2 separate regions of the Sus scrofa genome follow, and region 2 is linked to region 1. The links are chromatin contacts, called in public Hi-C maps. All regions are on one chromosome and are shown on one strand. The core of a region is the stretch at or near the end of the contact, and the rest is flanking DNA. Distances in the headings are between cores, read along the strand shown. Region 1 overlaps RAI1 (retinoic acid-induced protein 1). Region 2 has its middle 11 kb from the start of PEMT.

Region 1 (4,317 bases), core at 602-3,101:
CGAGTGCGGTCTGTCACGGCTCTTCCTTTTGCGTTCCCGGGATGGACTCCGGGGATGGGGCGGACTGGAAGGGGGAACGAACACAAGCAGCGAGGGCTGGTCCTGCCCACGCCCGGGGAAGCCCGCATCCCCTGAGCGCGGGCCCCAGTCTCCCAGCCCTGCCCGACCCGCACGAAGGTTTTGGCCAAGGCTGAGCGGGAAGGGCGCACAGCCTCCGGCCTGTCCTGCGCCCCAGCCTCGTTCAAGGAGGGACGCTCTTGAGGGGAGCCGCCCTCGGCCTCTGGGATCCCAGCCCGGCCCACCCCCGGGGTGCTCAGCTGCGTGCCACCACCGACCCACGTGGAATGTGTGCCAGGTCATACTGGAACTTCCAGGGAAGAGGCGCGTCCCCAGGCTCAAGGCCCTCCACCCCCACCGGAACCTGGCTGGCCCCAGGAGTCTGGCCACTCCGCGGGCTCCCATTCTCCAAGCCTGGCTGGAGGATGGGGGCGAGAAGACCCTGTGCCGTCAGGTTCCGGGAGCAAAGGGACCCGGAACGTGTTTTCTTCCCAACCCGGGACCACCAGCTTCCGCCCGAGGCGGCCAGATCCAAGATCCGGGGTCTGAATCGGGGATCGGCTCGGGACTGGCGCCGGGAGCAGCGCAAAGGCCCGGGGGCTGTGCAGGCGAATCCTCTCCCTCGGCGGCTGGCAGGCAGGCGGGCTCCGGGGCTTCGGCGGAGGGCGGATTACAACGGCAGCCTCTGCGGGGAAGAAACGCGCGGCGCCCAGGGTGGGTGGCGGTGCGCGAGGGGTTAACTCCCCCAGACCCGCCCCCACACGAGGCCCGCCCCCCGTGCGCCCGCCCCCTCGTGCGCCCGCCCCCAGCACGTGCCCGCGAGCCAGCGGTCCCGGGACGCCGAGCGCCGACCCGCCCGGCCGCCTCTCCAGCCGGGGCCCCTCCGGGGAAGGCTCGCGCTCACCCACCTTATGTTTGGGGCATTTCAAAGAAAAGTTCTCTTCGACGAAGACGCAACCTGCGAGCAAAGAGACGTTCGAGCGGTCAGGACGCCGTCGCGTCAGGCCGGGAGGGGGTCGCGCCGCCCCGGAGGCCGCAGGCGGCGGGGCAGTTTGCGGAGTAAGTCAGACCCTGCTTGAAATGCGACAGAACCCGAACGCCACCTGCTGAACCTCAGCCCCCTGGCCTGTCTGCCCTTCACGGTCGTCCCCCTCGCGCCTGGGACGCCCCCGCTTGTCAGGGGAGGCCTTGCCTGCGCTCAGGCAGGCCGGGCGAGTGCGGGACTGAGCTCCCACTTTCCCAGCTGCACGGGGCCGAGCCCGGGGGCTGCAGGCGCGGAGCCCCCGCCGCCAAGGGTGGAGGGCGGGGAGGGTGTCACTTCCAGAACCAAGTTGCTCAGCCGCCCACCGGCGTCCACTCTGGGGGTGGAGGGGGAGGGCTCTCTCCCCGTGTCTGCGGCTGCGGAACGCCGACCCAGCCGACAAAGTGGGCCCTGGTGCCGGCTCGCAGCGAGGCGCAGGGGTCGCGCTCCGCGGTTGAGAGCCCGGCCCAGACACCTGCGGAGCCCCAGGGACCCCGCGTCCAGACCCAGGTTTGCGCAGGCACTGATAGGGGACAGCTGCCTGGGGCTCCCGCCGGCTGGGTTCTCCCACCTTCTCTGGCTGCTGTGCCCCCGCCACGGCTGCTGCCCTTCCAAACCTCTGCTCCTTGCTGCTCAGGCAGTCACCTCATGCTAGGAACCCCCCCCCCAAGTGGCTCTGCAACCCCTCCTGTGAGGGAGGAGGTGCCTTGCCTTCCCCATGCTGCCAGCCTGAGCCTGGTATGGTCAGCTGCGTGGCCAGTCCTGGGCCTGCTGTTGAAGGGGAGGGGCCGCGGGGAGGGGGTGTCTCAGCAGCCACTGACCTTGGCCCCCTGAGGGAACTCAGCCAGGCCAGGCCGGCAGCACCTGCATGAGAGCTAATGGAGGCTGAGGGTGAAGCCATGAGATTGGGCCTGGAAGGGCCAGTAGCTGCCAGGCTGTGGGACGGCCTGCTTGGCCCCCGCCCTGTTCCCCCAGCACAGCTCCGCTCCTCCGCCCAGCCTCCAGCCCACTTCCTCGCGGCCCCTGCGGCTCCACCAAGACCCTACTCCAGGGAAGTTCCATGGGTCAGAGACCTCACTGGAGACAGCTTGTGTTGCTCCAAGCCTGTGCGGGTCCCCCCACAAACCAGCTGCTGCCCACCTTCCCTGAACTCTTGAGGACTGGCTCCCATGTCACCTCCTCTTAGAAGTCCTCCAGGATTCCCTCCTAACTCAGGATGGGCCTCTCCCGCGGCACAGGCTCTCTTGTCTTTGTCTGGTGGTCTCTACAGCTTTGTGCAAGGACCATGGACTTCCTGTCTGCTCCACTCAGAGGCGAGTCCCCTGGCAGCCCGGGCGCTACTGGGAGGTATACAGAGCCCAGGACGTGGAACCAGCCAAGCAGGGAGGCACACTCTGGTTGTGTCCCTGTGGTGCCGTGGTCACAGGTCGGGCAGCCTGTCTGTAAACATGAGGCTGGAGACAGCGCAGGGCTGGCAGGGTGCGTGCCAACGGGGTCACCGCGGGAGGACGGCTGCGGTGTGTGGCAGCTCTTACGGGAGTTGGGCTGTGTGTCTGGCAAAGGGGCTGCGTCCAGGTTAAGATCTGCTCACACTGGGAGGCAGGAGGCCGGGGCCGGAGCAGGCCCTCTCCCTGCTGGGCACAGTGGCTTGGCCCTCACCAAGGAACCGCCGTCACTCAGAGTCCCGAGTGGTCCTGGGAGCAGCTCCGTTGGGGCCAGGGGTCCCTTCTGCCCAGCAGGCTCGGGTGGGGAAGGGTCCTGCTGGGGGATGCCTCTGCTCTGTCTTCAGGCCTAGAGTCACTATACGGCCGGCCCCGCTATGGGCCAGAGGAGAGCGGGCGCGGGTGGCGGGGGCCCAGCGGCCGTGGGGGCCGCCCCCCAAGAGCACTGGGGCCGTCCGTTCTGGGGCGTGGTGACCTCACTCCTGCTGCCCACGGCGGCAGGAAGGAGGAGTCCGAATACCCTCCGTTTTAGGGATGGGGACCCGGCGCGGAGACGGTGGTGGGCCTGCCCGGTCCACGCGCCAAGAAGGTGCCCGGGACGCGGGCAGCTGCATTCTCTGTGGGACACACGCCCGCGGAGCAGGCGCGTGAGCGAGGGGAGAATGGGGCAGACACGGGGGCGCCGCTCCTGCCTCCAGACCGCGCCGCCCTGCGGGAGACCGGCCGCAGCTCTGCCCGCAGCCGGCACGTCTGGCTCGAACCTCGTCTCCTTGCCTCTCGGCTTTCGTCACTGAAGTGTCTCGTTTCCTTTCTTTCTCCAACCCATTGAGCTCCCGTTCAGCCTTCGAGGCCCAGCCCTGGCGGCCCTGCGCTTCGAGGCCCGAGGTCCCGCCCACCTCTAGGTGCCCCTTGGCAGTGACAGCCCCCTCCTTCCGCCTTGGGCCCCTGCCTCCGGGCACTGCTCCGGCGCGTGGCCGAGGAGACACAGGAGGTAGAACTGCGGGGGCGGAGTTGTCATTGTGGCTCAGCAAGTTAGGAACCTGATGTTGTCTCTGTGAGGATGCGGGTTCGATCCCTGGCCTCGCTCAGTGGGTTAAGGATCTGGCGTTGCCATGAGCTGCGGCGTGGGTCGCAGAGGCGGCTCGGATCCGGCGTGGCTGTGGCTGTGGTGTAGGCCGGCAGCTGTGGTTCTGATTAGACGCCCAGCCTGCGAACTTCATGTGCTGCAGGTGTGGCCGTAAAAACAAAGGAAAGCAAAAGCATTGCCGCGCAGGAGAGGGAAGCCGAGGGCTCGGGCAGGGCTGGTGCAGGGAGCCGTGCCCGCTCCCCCGACCTCCCGTGCCGGCGTCTGGCTCTTACCCGCGTCGCTGGCACACGGGTAATGATAGGCGTGGAGGCATCCTTCGTGACAGCACCCGATGGTGGCCCCGGCTTCTTGGCAGCTGGAACAAGTCTGGCGAGGAGAGAGGGAAGTGGGTGAGTCTGGGGCTGGAGACCTGTCACGGCCCCTGCCCCCAAGGGTCTGGGAAAAGCAGCTGGAGGGAGGCTCAGGACGGGGTGCGGCCGTCCGCAGGGCTGGTTCTGTGCCAGCTCCTGGGCTGGTGTCTTGGGTGGGGGGCGCTCGCTGGGCAGAAGTACTATTTCACAGCCAAGTGTAGGGGTTCTTGGCATCTCCCAGGCCTGGGCACATCCCCGCTCGGCTACTGTGCACTGCGGGACTTCAGCCAAGCGGCTCAACTCTTCCGCCTCGTGTGCACAGCGGGCATGGTGCCAAGAACTCATGGGCTGTTGTCACCC
Region 2 (4,286 bases), core at 905-3,404, 120 kb after region 1:
AATGATACTGCACTTATGCGGCCACAAAGCCTGGGGCTGACACGGGGCCACCCTTCGCTAGAGCTCCGCAGGGAGCTCGGGCCGCACCTCGGGGCCTGGGCTTTGGTCGGGCTCTGCGCAGACGGGGTCTGCAGGAAAATGTCTGAGTGATCAGTTTGGGAACCACCCCCTCCCCAGATCGAGGGCCCTTGTTCTCCGCGGCTGAGGAACCACAGGGCACGGATCTCAGGGACGCGCCGAGGAGGCGCGTGCGTGTGCGTGTGCGTGTGCGTGTGGACCTCTGCAGCGTGTGGCTTCTGGGGCCATCAAGGGTGCTCTGGTCCCCCTCCCAGCACCAGCCAGAGTGGCAGAGATGCTCTCTTTGCTTTGAAGTCAGGGTGACAGGTCACTTGGTCTGGCCAATGAAATGTCAGTGCAAGTAAGGACACCACCTCCAGGAAGCAGCTTCAAGAACAGGATTGCAGCTCTCCCCTTTCTCTTTGCCCAGACCTGCCCACCCTCACCGAGGCCGCGCTTCCGTGGGTCAGCCTGGGTCCCGGGGTGACGGACGAGGGGCGTCTCCCGGTCCCCGGGGCCTTTCTCCTGCTCTCATCCTCTTGACAGCAGCTTTCACAGCAGAGGTTTTAGAGTCTAATGAGGTCCAGCTCATCCAGTCTTTCTTGGATGGATCCTGACTTGCTGCTGCAGCTAAAAAGTCCTCGCTCTTGGAGTTCCCGTCGTGGCTCGGTGGTAATGAACCTGACTATTATCCATGAGGACATGGGTTCAATCCCTGGCTTTGCTCAGTGGGTTAAGGATCCGGCGTTGTCGTGAGCTCTGGTGTAGGTCGCAGTCGCGGCTTGGGTCCCGTGTTGCTGTGGCTGTGGCGTAGGCTGGTGGCTATAGCTCTGATTGGACCCCTAGCCTGGGAACCTCCATATGCTGCCGGTGTGGCCCTAAAAACACACACACAAAAAGTCGTTGCTCAACTTCTGTTCTTTTAAGGCTTAAAAGCCACTGAGATTTTGCACCCTTTGCCACTGCAGCATAACCTCAGATGGAATTGTCGTTTGGCCTGAAGAATCTGGCTCCAGGATGGGCGTCCATGTCTGCTACAACCCAGATGGTGGGGGAACCAGGGACCCCCCCAAAGCCAGTCAGGACATGGCTGCTTCCTCAGCAGCCTCTTAACACTCACAGACCTGGAGCCTGGGCAGCCCCAGCAGCAGCCCCCACCCCCGCCGACCAGGGAAGGAGGAGCCCCTCCCTCGTGGTGGCCTTTCTGGTCTGGGGTCAGCACATCGGAGGGGCCAGAGCAACTGGGAATCCAGCCTGGCTGCAAGAGCACTGCGGGGTCATGGGCTCACTCTCCAGGGAGGCAGAGGAGGTGGGCCTGCATTGGCCTGTGGTCACACTGTGGCGGGGGGAGGGGGCACCCCTGTAGAACAGAAGAGGCAGAGAGTGAGGCTGGGGGGCGCTGGCGGGAGGGGAGAGGAGGCTGCGTGGGGGCAGGGGGTGGGGCAACGTAAGAGGGAGCTGACGGGGAGGGCAGGGTGACAGCTGGCACTGGAGGGGGCAGGGACGTGGATTATTGTTTGATCCTGGCTATGGTGCGTTGACGCGTGTCCCCCAAATTCACGTCTGCCTGGCCCCTCAGAATGTGACTGCGTTTGGAGTCAGGTCTCCGCAGGTGCAATTAGGTAAGGACCTCACGCTGAAATCATTGCGGATCTAAGATGAGCCCTAAACCCAGTGATTGGCGTCCTCCTAAGGTGTGGCTGGGAGACAGGGACACCTGGAAGGCCCTCACTCCTGGTCACAGCCCGGTCAGTGACCCTGGGAGCAGAGGCCACCTGCCTGCGTGGCTGAATTGAGGGCAACTGAAGGGAACTGATCAATTCTTCCAGAATCCTAGCTTCTGAGGCCCAGGCATTCCTGTAAGGGAACAGAATCGAGTCCAAATGAGGCTTAAGCGCTTCGGCAGGGGCCCGGCAGTGCGGGGACACAGTGTGGCCTGCAGAGCTCGCTGGCCCTTTACAGAGGTTTGCGACCCCCGCTGTGACTGGCCATCCTCACCGGGCCCCTCCTGAGGGGAAAGGGGCCAGGACAGAGGGCATCAACCGGGCCACCGCAGGAAAGACGGGTGCGGCTGCTCTGGGCCACTCACCGAGGCGGGGGAGGGGGCTGCGTGGGACTCATGGGTCAGAGGCGCCTCTGGGCTCCGGGTCTGTCCAGACTGGGACTGAACCCTGGGGACCTAGAGGTGTCCGCGTTGGAGGAAGGTCCCGGAAGCCCCCCTGGAAGGAAGAAAAGAGGAACCAGCCGCGAGAATCGTGGCCCAAGTGGGGTGGGGGGCGCGCGAGGGAGGCGGTGCCCCGGGGCGGGGCCGGCGGCGGGAAATGCGCGTCGTGCCTCTGCCTCCCGCCAGGTGGCGCTGCTCCCCCGGCCTTGACGCCTTCGCGCCCTTTCTAAAGCGCTGGCGACAGGCGGAGACCCCAGGCGCGCCAAGTCCTAGCCGACCTGCATCCCAGCAAGAGCCACCTCCTCCTCCACGTCCCCGACGGACCCTATGGGAAACCAGGCTTCTGGAAAAAGTACTGCTTCGTCCCCTCAGGGTTTGCCTTCCTTACTTGCTCTGTGGGTAAAATAGAGATGCTTCAGTCTCTCCAAAGCAGCAAGTGTAGGGCATGAAGCCTTCATCCAAACAGAGCATTTCCACCATGACCATGACTGCCAGGCATCCCTGTGCAGGTTGTGCACCGCCTCAAGGACGGCAGACACGTCCAAGACTGTGCAAATGTACCCCTGCTGGGTTGCACAGTGCTCACCCTGTGCAACTGTGCATGGTGGCCCTGAGCCTCGGAAACATCTCCACTAGGTACTCAGGTGAGTGTACGCAAGGTGAGTGGCCCCCTGAAGCTGAGCGTGGGCAGGTGTGCTTACCTTCTTGTTGATATACACCCCACAAAAAGGACCTGGAGCCGCCCCTCCCCCCACGCCCCAGCATTGTGTGTGACCTCCTCCTCCCAGCCATAGAGGTGGGTTGTGGCTCAGTGGGTTGAAGACCTGACATTGTCTCTGAGAATGCGGGTTCAGATGCTGGCCTCTCTCAGTGGGTTAAGGATCCGGTGTTGCTGTGGTTGTGGCAAATGCCGCAGCTGCTGCTCAGATCCAACCCCTAGCCTCGGAGCTTCCATATGCTGCAGGTGTGGCTGTAAAAAGACAAAAAAAAAAAAAAAAAAAAAAACCACTTCTTTTGTTTCTTAGAGAAGGTCAGCCCAGAGCTGCGGCAGCTTCACACCTGGAGATGGTTTGGAAGTGCGGGGTCAAAGGGCAGCTGGTGGGAGGGGTGATAATGGCCTGGAAACGGCACGTGGGGCTGAGAAACCAGCTTCTGGTGTTGGGCTCAGGCTTTTTAGGGACCATCTTATCACAACGACCCCCTGAGGACGGAAGCAGTATCAGCATTTGACAGACCAAGGCTTCAAGGGGTTTACCCCAATCACAGAGGGCTGCCTGGGGCCGGCGTCCTGCTGTGCTTTTTCCCTGTGCTAATGTATGGAGCTTTCCCAGTGAGCCCAGGAGGAAGGAACAGCCGCCTTTCCTGTTCTATAGATGAGGAAACTGAGGCTCGACGAGGTCAAGTGCAGCCAGGGAATGACAAGCTGGGAAACGCAGCGCTCGCGTTCTGGGCTTCATTTGCTGGCATTACCGTTACCCCCGAGAGCCTCGGTGTCCCTGCCTGTGGCTGGGGGAGGTGCCAACTTCCTCGGGCTGGCTGGAGGCTCCAACAAGACCCGACCAGCCTGCTGTGGCATGCTCTCCTCGGGACCTGGTGCGCAGCAGGGGCCTGGCCCGCGCTGGCTGTCCTCCCCCCGTTCCTAGTCCCTGGACGCGTCCTCTGCTTCCCACATTTGGCTAAACCTCTGCCTGGGAACCCATCTTCCTGCCTCTGGCTATTTTTAGTGCCATTTCCTTGGAATTCTGGATTCCGGAGGCCCTGGTGGTGGGGAGAGCAGGGCTTCTCAGATGGGAGTAATTGGGATTCCTGTGTTTATTCTGCAGAAAGCACTGACCCAGCTGCTGCCTTTGCTGGGCCAGTGACTCATGGGTTCTCCTCCATCTCCTGGGGACAGAGGCCAGTGTTGCTGAGTGACTGGGATGGTTTCTGCTGGGAGAGGCCTCTGGACAGGGGGTAGTGGACAGGCCAAGGCTTCCTGGGAAAAGGTACCTGGATGGAGCTGTGGGTGGGTGTGGCAGGGTGGGCAGAGGGCCAGGAACTTTCCCGCAGTCGTATCCCCACAGAG

Evidence for each region. A called contact is a pair of places that touch in the nucleus more often than the background predicts.
Region 2: a Hi-C map of liver shows a contact between it and region 1, with 2.3 times the contacts expected there. The contact joins two enhancer-like sites. A contact is called at or near these places in 1 of 5 promoter capture datasets (liver), 3 of 47 Hi-C or Micro-C datasets (fetal heart ventricle, liver and retroperitoneal adipose tissue) and 1 of 2 datasets of contacts at active chromatin or transcription factors (skeletal muscle).

What each region holds. Positions count from the first base shown.
Region 1 is chr12:60,751,785-60,756,101 of Sscrofa11.1, forward strand. It overlaps RAI1 (retinoic acid-induced protein 1), which reads right to left. Exons shown (of 5, transcript XM_021068026.1): 3 at 3,880-3,973; 4 at 966-1,015; 5 at 1-742. The coding sequence ends at 728. Among named protein-coding and RNA genes, the nearest start is that of SREBF1, 20 kb to the left of the region's middle. Within about 2 kb of position 1,852, at least 13 of the 83 cell types and tissues checked have an H3K27ac peak or open chromatin away from gene starts, as enhancers often do. A contact at or near this core is called in liver, where this site is marked.
Region 2 is chr12:60,867,152-60,871,437 of Sscrofa11.1, forward strand. No RefSeq gene overlaps it. Among named protein-coding and RNA genes, the nearest start is that of PEMT, 11 kb to the right of the region's middle. Within about 2 kb of position 2,155, at least 6 of the 83 cell types and tissues checked have an H3K27ac peak or open chromatin away from gene starts, as enhancers often do. A contact at or near this core is called in liver, where this site is marked.